2 separate regions of the Rattus norvegicus genome follow, and region 2 is linked to region 1. The links are chromatin contacts, called in public Hi-C maps. All regions are on one chromosome and are shown on one strand. Each heading gives the region's core, a stretch centred on a gene start, on an enhancer-like site or on the middle of the called end of the contact. The rest is flanking DNA. Distances are from core to core; before and after follow the strand shown.

What was found. Hi-C and Micro-C count contacts between places; a contact is called where the count stands out from the background.
Region 2: a Hi-C map of the A7r5 cell line shows a contact between it and region 1, with 2.1 times the contacts expected there. The contact joins the enhancer-like site here to the promoter of Baz1a in region 1. A contact is called at or near these places in 4 of 12 Hi-C or Micro-C datasets (the A7r5 cell line, the Rat2 cell line, Schwann cells and 1 more).

The regions. Positions count from the first base shown.
Region 1 is chr6:78,216,472-78,221,298 of GRCr8, forward strand. It overlaps Baz1a (bromodomain adjacent to zinc finger domain, 1A), which reads right to left and starts at 1,317. Exons shown (of 26, transcript NM_001170568.2): 1 at 1,176-1,317. The coding sequence starts at 1,288.
Region 2 is chr6:78,268,596-78,273,382 of GRCr8, forward strand. No RefSeq gene overlaps it. Among named protein-coding and RNA genes, the nearest start is that of 2700097O09Rikl, 51 kb to the right of the region's middle. Within about 2 kb of position 1,561, at least 1 of the 93 cell types and tissues checked has an H3K27ac peak or open chromatin away from gene starts, as enhancers often do. A contact at or near this core is called in the A7r5 cell line, where this site is marked.

The DNA of each region.
Region 1 (4,827 bases), core at 67-2,566:
TTTCTCCCAGGCCCCCACACTCAAGAAATCCTCCTACACACAACCTATTTGGTTGCTATTAACATACTGTTTCTAAGCCACAAAGAGTCTGCGTGGAGGATAAAGAACGAAAAGGGGGGGGGGGGGTGTCCAGGCTGTTCCTGTGACGGATCAACTCGGGTTCTCACTTAAGAGTCCCTATTTAAACATGGGTCGCTGCTTCGTGTCACTGAGCCACGGAAACTCTTAGATACACCGAGCAATGACCTAAAAACTTGGGAGTTGAAGCTACATGTGCAGCAGCTTCGGGTTCTTATCAAAACAAAAGCAGTGGCACATGTCAGGCGGCCCACATGCGCCAGAGGAGGGAGTGGGGGGGGGGGGGCAAGCTGAAGCTGGAGTTGAACTTGTCTAACGCCCCCCCCCCCAACTCCCACTGCCGAGCTCTAGGTTACTCGAAAGGAAAACCAGGGGCGTCAGCTGTCTCCCACTCCTTTCCCCACGCTCGGCCCGACTTCTTCCTCGCCGGTCTCCCGGGGGCGGAGACGCCGAGTTCCCCAGGGACGGGAGTTAGTCACCAAGAAGAGGCGGTGACAGAGCGCGGCTCTCGTCGCACACTCCCAGGCCTAGGCGGCGCGGGACGCGAGGCCGCCGCTCGCGACACCAGTACCCCAACGCCCCCGGCCCCGTCCTCTTGGCCAGCGAAGTAACCCCTCGCCCCTCTGCCGGGCCAGCATCTACTCCTGCCCCTGTCCCCACCTCAGCCCTGGCAGCCACCTACCACCGCCACCGCCACCACCACCAACCCTAAACGTCAGAAGCCACGCACGGCCGCGAAAACCCAGTCCGGGGCCGGCCGTTTCCTGCCCTCGGGGTCAGAGATTCCCTCTCGGGGCTGCGGGACCGCGGCGGCGCGCGGCTGACCCGGCGGGGATCCCGGAACCGGCGGCCGAGCGCGTGCGGCCGCGGCGGGGAGGGGCGAGGCGGGGAGTTTCCGCCCGCCGGCGAGCGCGGTGGCTCTGAGCGGTCGCCGGCCTCCGCGGGCCCCGCCGCCCGCTGCCCGCCGCCCCACGCGGTCACGGAGCGCGGGGGAGGGGCGGCCCGGCCACCCGTCACGAGCCCCGGAGAGAAAGAGGAGACAGACAGACAAAAGGGCGCGGGGGCGGCCGTCCCCGCTGCCCCGGCGCCGGCCTTACTCGTAGTGGCGGAAGATCTCGTTGGTGACTTTACAGTAGAAAACTTCCTCGTCCGGCCGCAGGTCCCCCGGCGGCTTCTGCCTCACGAACGGCTTTCGGTGAAGCAGCGGCATCTCTCGGCTGCGCACGTCCACCCGCGTCCCTAGCAAATTGGAGGGAAAGGAAAGCCGGTAAGGTCGGAGAGCTCCGGGGCGGCTCGGCTGCCTTTTGTGTGACAGACGAGTCCGGTCCTCCTCCCCGCCGGGGTGCGGAGTCTGTCGGGCGGCCGCGGCCCCAGCGCGCCCCGCGGGCGCCTCACAATGGGGCGGACGCCCCGCGGCGGGCGTGCGGCGGCTCCCTCCCCCAAGCGCCGCTCCGGGCCGCCGCCGCCGCCGCACCGCCGGTCCGGGGACTCGCAATGTGCTCGGAGTTAGGCGCTCTGGAGCTAGGCGGCCACGGACCCCGGGTGCCGCCGCGCTTTGTTCCCGGTTCCCCCGGACGCCGGCTGGAGAGCCCCTCACCTGCGAGCACTTGCCCGCCGCCGCACCTTCCCACGAGGAACGCCGCGAGGGCCCGGCCCGCCCCGCCCCGGAGTCTCTCCCAGCCGCCGCCGCTCGCGTTGCCACTGCCCGGCTCTGCGCGGGGATCGCGTCCCGCCGGCACTTCCCCGCCTCTCCGCGCTCCCGGGAAGTTTCTGAGCTACTTTCGGCTCTGAAGGAGGAAGAGCTGTGGGGAGGAGCTTTTCGCTTCTCGCTTCTACCTTTTTATTGGCTACTGGATGACTTTTACAGCCTGTCACTGATACAGGAAGAGAGGGCGAAGAGCCTGGGAGAGCTACATTATTAATTAATGGAGCAACCCCTCGTGAAGAATCAGAAGCATCCTCCATGTTTGAGATTATCGGCCAGAAGATCTAGGGAAAGCGCTAGTGTTCCTTAAACACTTGGCTGACAAAGTAAAGCCTTCATCTTTTCCAATGGGCCACCAGCGCTCAGCTTTTGAACTGCAAAGGGGACTCCGGTTCCGATTTAAATTGCGTTTTGAAGAAGGGAAGAATAAGAAACGAAGTTGCTAAAACTCTCAAAGTATTTTGCATGCGTAAACATCCATCTTGAAAGAAAGTACCTTTCTTGACACCAGTCTGTCTTAATACTTACAATTCAAAGAGTTTGATAGCTCAGGAAAAGGCAAAAGTTTGAAATGTCATCACATTTATATGATTCCCCCACATATTTAAAACTAAACACAGAATTTAAAAAGTGTAAGTAACTTATAATCTATAAGTAACTTTAAGGTCAGTGTTTAGTTCAATTAGAATCTTAATGATGTTGAATTTACCACTGAAATGTCTCATAAAACAATTTTCCCATATAGGTAACTTTCATAAATTAAAACAATTTTAATTCTTATAAGACTTGGGACTTTTGAATTGAAAATTATATTTTAAATTAGAAATCATAGGGGTTGGGGATTTAGCTCAGTGGTTGAGCGCTTGCCTAGCAAGCGCAAGGCCCTGGGTTCGGTCCCCAGCTCCGAAAAAAAGAACCAAAAAAAAAAAGAAATCATTCAGAATGTTCACTAGTTTTTAATCCCTTTTGCCGTCACTCTATTTGCTTACTTGCAAATTAACATGTAAGAATGAGTCCAAAAGTATTCCTGAAGAATAGTCATCCAATAAAATGTTACTTTTTTTTCTAATTACTACTACTATGAAATGATTTTAAAAACTGGGATGTCCTATAGCTATTTGTACTTGGGGGGAAATGTTTAAAGTCTTTTTACCAGTTATAAACTTTTAGCAGATTATAAAACTAGCAAAACAAAATTTGGCAAAAGTCTATTCTATGGCACTTAAAAACCACTAGTAGTATTATGCATACACCTTTCTATATGAGCATAGTCACAGAAGCTTAGAAGTCTCCCAGTGGCAAGTATATACTTAAGCCTGTATACTTTTCAGAAAGTACACACAAAGATTTGGTGTTTTAAATTGACCTCCGAGTAATGTACAGAATAGTAAGTGAGAATTCTCTAAGGAGTCATTATTAATAGAGCCTACAACATAGTCGCTTAAAAGAGGAGAAAGAAGAAATTTTAATTTACAAGGTGTGTGGTAGTGTGTGGTGTGTGTGTGTGTAAGCATGCTAAGCCCCTAGCCTGACGTCTATATTAGCATGGTATACATAAAATCCAAAAGCCAAAATAATTGGTAAGCTAGAATGGATCAAACTCTCTGAATAATTCTAATTTACAACTTAACTGTTTGCTACATTTTAAAAATTGTTAAAATTATCAAAAAAAATAGTTAAGGTAGGCAGGCAAATGGTTCTGTGGTTAAGACACTTGTCACCACACCTGATTACCTAGGTTCCATTTCCAGATCCACATTTATGGATCTCCCATAAATTTTCCTTTGACCTCTTTTGTGTTCCCCACCCCAATAAGTAAATATCATTTTAAATTTAAAAAGCAAGTATATTTTTATTATAAATACAAATATTGACTATTTAAATTATTTTACTATGCCATGAAAGTATTTTGTTATTTTACCAAAATACTATTATACTCAATTTTCAGTATACTTATTTTCTGGGTTATATGTATTCGATTTGTGACTGTTAGTAGATGTTATTTCAGAATTATGTAAGCTTAGAAAATTAAAATTATCATATGCAAAAGTTTGTTTTCTTGTGGTCATTAGAATGAGAATGCCCCCACCCCACCCCACCCCAACCTCCTGCAGGCTCCTGTATTTGAATGCTTATTCTCCAGGGACTGGCACTCTGAAAAGATTAGAAAGATTAGAAGGTGTGACCTTGTTGGAGGAACTGTGTCACTGGAGGTGGGCTTTAAGGTTAGAAAAGCCTATGAAAGATCTCTTGTCCTCTGCCTGTGGATCAGGACGATCTCCCAGCTAGTCTCTAGTCAGGCCTCAGAGGTCTGGAGCCATTATTTACACAGCAGACTGGGGGCCTTCGATGACGTAAGGATCAATGCAGAGCATAGTTATGTTCTAGACCTCTGCTGCCCGGTAGAACCACCTGTGAGGGTTTGAAAAATACTGATACGTTGGTTGGGTGGGTGGTTGGTTGAGACAGCGTTTCTCTATGTATCAGAGCCATGGCTTTCCTGGAACTTGCTCTGTAGGATAGGCTGGCCACAAACTCACAGAGATCTGACTGCCTCTGCTGAAGGGTTGGGGCTGGGGGTGGGTGCTGGGCTTAAAGGGGTGAGCTATCACAGCAGGGAATTCATATTGTGATGCAGCCTTCTCGCATTCGGATTAGGAGGTATAGGATGTTAGTAAACGAACAATTGTCTATGGCACTTAATAGTTCATGTTTTTGTAAATGCATATGCTGCAGGCTTTAAACCAATCATATCATTTTCATCTCAAGCTTAGTAGAGATTTTTGTCTTTTGATTTTGCAAATGAAACCACTGAGGCTGGAGAAGGTAGGTGTAGTTAGTACACCAGCATCTGAATCTGGAAGTATAGATGCCATCCTTCTGTCCTTACGTCCAAAACCACACGCCCTACTCCTATTGTGTACTTATTTGCTATTCAAGCCCAGCAGCAGTGATGGCACATGCCTTTAATACCAGAGGCAGAGGTGGGCACAGCTCTGTGAGTTTGAGGCCAGTGTGGCTTACAACACTACTTCCTGGACTGA
Region 2 (4,787 bases), core at 311-2,810, 52 kb after region 1:
TGGGGATAAAACTCATGGTTTAATATAGACCAGGCAAACGGTTTTCATAACTGGGAAAATGTTAGTTAGACATAAGTTAATATATGTCTAACAGATTGTATTAGTTATCTATTTTTTGTTTTACTTCTTTTATACTAAAAATAATGATGATGATGATGTGTGTGTGTCTTTGTGTGTCTGTGTGTGTGTGTATGTTTGTGTGTGTGTATGTATGAGAGAGGAGAGAGAGAGAGAGAGAGAGAGAGAGAGAGAGAGAGAGAGAGAGAGAGAGAGACTTTCAGGTGTCCTTGAATGGCAAGTCAGAGGGAACTTTCAGGAGTGTGCTCTCTCCCTCCACTGTGGGATCCAGTGTTTGGACCAGGCTTGTTCAGCGAGCACTTTCACCTGCTGATCCAGCACACCCACCTTCTTTATTTGGAAATGGCTTTTGGTGTAGCCCAGGATGGCCTTGAACTCATTATGTAGCTGAGGCTGGTCTTGAACTTCTAGTCCCTCCTGCCTCTACTTCCCGAGAGCTAGGATTAATTAATGCATGCACTATCATGACTGGATGTATTCACTGCTGATTTCTGTGTAAAATATTATCCCAAAATTTAAATAAAACTGGAGCTGGCAGATGGCTTAGTGGCTGTAAGAGCGCTTGCTGCTCTTTCCCAGAGGACTGGAGTTGAGTCCCTGCACCCATATCATGTAGCTTAAAACCACCTGTAACTGTAGCTCCAGGGGAGCCTACACTGTCCCTGGTCTCCACAGGCACCCACACACATGTAGCATACAGATGTACATTAAAAAATAAATCTTAAAAAAATTAAGTGGGGGTTGGGGATTTAGCTCAGTGGTAGAGCGCTTGCCTAGCAGGCGCAAGGCCCTGGGTTCGGTTCCCAGCTCCGAAAAAAAGAAAAGAAAAAAAAATTAAGTAAAACTAATCATGGTGGCACATGTGTGAAATTCTAACACTCAAAGGATGGCTCAAAAGAATAAAAAGGCAAGAAACCATTGTTGTCTTCCATTGTCTCCGACACTGCTTTTAGATTTGAGTTCCTCACAGGCTATATACAAGGGTAGGCAGTTTATGAGGTGTGTATTGGCAAGGATTATTTTCTTCTAGAATGTCATAGGGGTGGCCTCATGTCTTTAAGTCACACATAGCCGAGGTTATCCTCGAGTTAACTATGTAGTCAAGGCTAGCTCTTTCTGATCCTCCTGCCCCTCCCTGCCTCATGAGTCCTGGAGTTGCAGGTGTGCACCACTCACCCGACTCACTACTGACTCTCTGCCTTATGAACCTACCCAGCGGTTGGGTGGGACACTCAACTGAGCGAGTGCAAGAGCAGAGGAGAATGATACTGGACTGAGGGTCACATCTTTGTTATTCTAATCTCAGGCAGGACATTCTATAATGTTGCCATATTTTACACATTAAAAACAAGCGGAGGAGGAAATTACACAAGATGTAAAAACTGCAACTGGGTCACTGGGAGCCATGCTGAATCAGCCTGTTGTAGGAACACTGAAGGAAATCACCAAGAAAGAATGCCAGCTCAACAGGCGGCGACGCGCAGGAATATCTTTCGTGTGCAGAGATGGTGTTATTGATAATGATGCCCTATGACTCTGTGGTCAGGAATGGAAACACTGCCGAGAGCAGTAAGAACACTTTCCACAAAAACAAAGGCGGCTTTGTGATTTAAAGTCGTTGTTCACTATATTGTGGTTCCTGGCTGTTTTTCGATTGAACAAACAGGCTTTCCCCTCCCCCACCAAACCAGCAAAGTGGTGCTGAGATTTATAATCCAAAAGCAACTCTGGGCCAGGCATGGTGATACACACTTGTAATTGCAGCATTAGGGAGGAGGAGTCCCAATGTGAGGCTTCTTGGACTCCACAGTATGACCCATCCATCCCAAAGACCAAATAAGAAAAGTATGCCCCTACCCACCCCAAATTTTGGGGTACCTCAGTCATCAGCAAAATTTATTGAGCACTTACTTGTATTTTATTAGAGGCAAACAAGACAGCATTTATTCTCAATTAGTTGGACAATATTTGTAACCACAGAAACAGAAGCCTTGAAAGCTATTTTTTTGTTCTTCAAACATTTATTTTCATTTTATGAGTATGGGTGTTTTGCCTGCATATATGTCAATGTACTCTATTTGTGCCTGGTACTGGTGGAGGCCAGATGTGAGCATTGGGTTCTTGGAACTGCAGTTACAGAGAGCTGGGAGCAGGTATATGGGTGATGAGAATTGGTCTGGGGTCCTCTGGAAGAACAGCCAGTGCTCTTAACCATCGAGTAAGCTCCCCAGCCCTTATTGTATCATTCTCTATGTCCTAAATTCAAAAGGAGAACCAAAGTTTTAAAAATTCAGTGGGTCGGAGTAGCACACACCCATAAGCTCAGGAATGAAAGTCATCTCCCTCCCAGCTTCCCTGGGAAGCCTGCATCTCTACCTTATGCGTTCTCTCATTCATTATTCTCAGTAAAACGTTTAGTGCCTACTATGTGCGGCCCCTGTAAAGTGTACGTTATATGCCCTTTTCTCCCCTTTGTAATTCTGAGACAGGATATCACTAAGTAGTCTTAATTGGCCTGGGTTTGACTCTGTAGACCAAGCTGACCTCAGACTCACAGAGGTCCATCTGCCCGTACCTCCTGAGTACAGGATTAAACTGTGCACCACTATGACTCTTTTTTGTGGCTTTTGCGTTTGATTTATTTGTTTATTTTTGTACAGTGTGCTTGTATTACTTTCATTAAAAAAAAAAAAAACCCGATCTGCGCGGCGGGGGTGGTGGTGGTTAGAGAGATGGCTCAGTGGTTAAGAGCACTGACTGCTCTTCCAGAGGTCCTGAGTTCAATTCCCAGCAACCGCATGGTGGCTCACAACCATCTTAAATGGGATCTGACACCCTCTTCTGGTGTGTCTGAAGACAGCGACAGTGTGCTCACATACATCAAATAAAATAAATAAATATTTAAAACAACAACAACAACAACAGCAACAAAGGATTGCAGTCAGTGCTCTTAACCACTGAGCCATCTCTCCAGCCATGTAAATAAATCTTTAAAAAAGAGAAATATTCAAAAGTTGCCATCGAACATTGCTGGATGGTAGGGTTATATACTTTGAATTTGTGTGCTTATCATTTTGTGATTAAATGTTTTTTACGTAAGGTTAAATAAAGACAGATATTAAGTTCATGTCCAGGAGAGTCTTTGCTGAAAGAGGAAGAAATTATCTGCTTCCTTATAGAGCTGTCTAGTCCATTGCATGTTTTAGTATATGTGGGTAGTTTAATTATTCATTTCTAACTAAAACAAGTGTAGAGGTTACTTGGTGTGTGTCTATGTGTCTGTGTGTGTGTGGCGCATGTAATATGCATGCATGAGATCCTGTGGAAGACAGAGGACAGCTTTCAGGAGTTGATGTTCTGTGTTTACCATGAGTCTGGAGATCCACCCTAGTTTGTCAACTTTGAAACCCTGGTCCTCCACCTTTCCGTCCTGAGTGCTGGGATTACAGGCACGCGCTACCATTCTAGTTTATATGATGTAGTAGATAAAGCCCCGGGCTTCTTGATTGCTAGACAAGCACTCTACCACGTGGGTTATATCTCAGACCCTAAGACAAAATTTTATGTTGAAAACACTTAGTTCAGTTGGTCAGTGGTGGTGCATACCTTTAATTCCAGCATTTGAGAGGCAGAAGCAAGAGGATCTCTGTGAGTTCAAGGCCAGCCTGGTCTAAACAGTGAGTCCCAGGACATCCAGAGCTATGCAGAGAAAGCCTGTCTCTATAAACCAAAAAGAAGAAGAAGTTTAAATTGGTTACCAATATTTTGTTTTATGGCAGTGGCAGGACTGAGTCTAGATCTTGTCCATATCAGGCGAACGTTTTACCCTTTTACCACAAACATTATCAATTATAAATATCACCTTATTTATAAACTATTATCTGAATGAACAGTTACTATAACAGGTGATTTGTAAACCAGGAAGCCGTTTTTTCTATTAATATTTCAAATATGCCATTAGGCGATGGAGAGATGGCTCAGTGGTTAAAAGCACTTGTAGCTCTTCTAGAGGACCCCATTTCAGTTCTGAGCACCCACATAAGGCTTCTCACCATTCCAAGGGATCCTGAAGCTTCTGAGGGTACAGTACACACACAGGTACACACATAAAGAAACTGTAAAAATCAACTACATGGACTGGAAAGATGGTGTGATAGTTTGCATATGCTTGGCCCAGAGAGTGGCATGATTAGAAGGTGTGGCCTTGTTGGAGGAAGTGTGTCACTGTGGGGGTGGGCTTGGAGAACCTCCTCCTAGCTGCCTGAAGATGCTCAGTCTGTTCCTGGCTTCCTTCCGGTAAAGATGTAGAACTCAGCGCCCCCTGCACCATGCCTGCCTAGATGCTGCCATGCTCCTGCCTTGATAATGGACTGAACCTCTGAACCTGTAAGCCAGCTCCAATTAAATGCTGTCCTTTATAAAACTTAAATTGGTCATGGTGTCTCTTCACAGCAATAAGACCCCAATTAAGATGGATGGCTCCGCAGTTAAGAGCACTGGCTGCTCTTCCAGAGGTCCTGAGTTCAATTCCTGGCACCATATGACAGCTCACAACTGCCTGTAACTGCAGTCACATGGGAACTAATGTAAAGTCTGGTGAATTTTAGTCAAGTTAGTACCTGATATATGTTCTACCTGAGGAAACACAGTAAATGAACGGATACTTGGAGCATGGAGATGGAACAGTTTGCTCCATGCAGTTTGTGCCA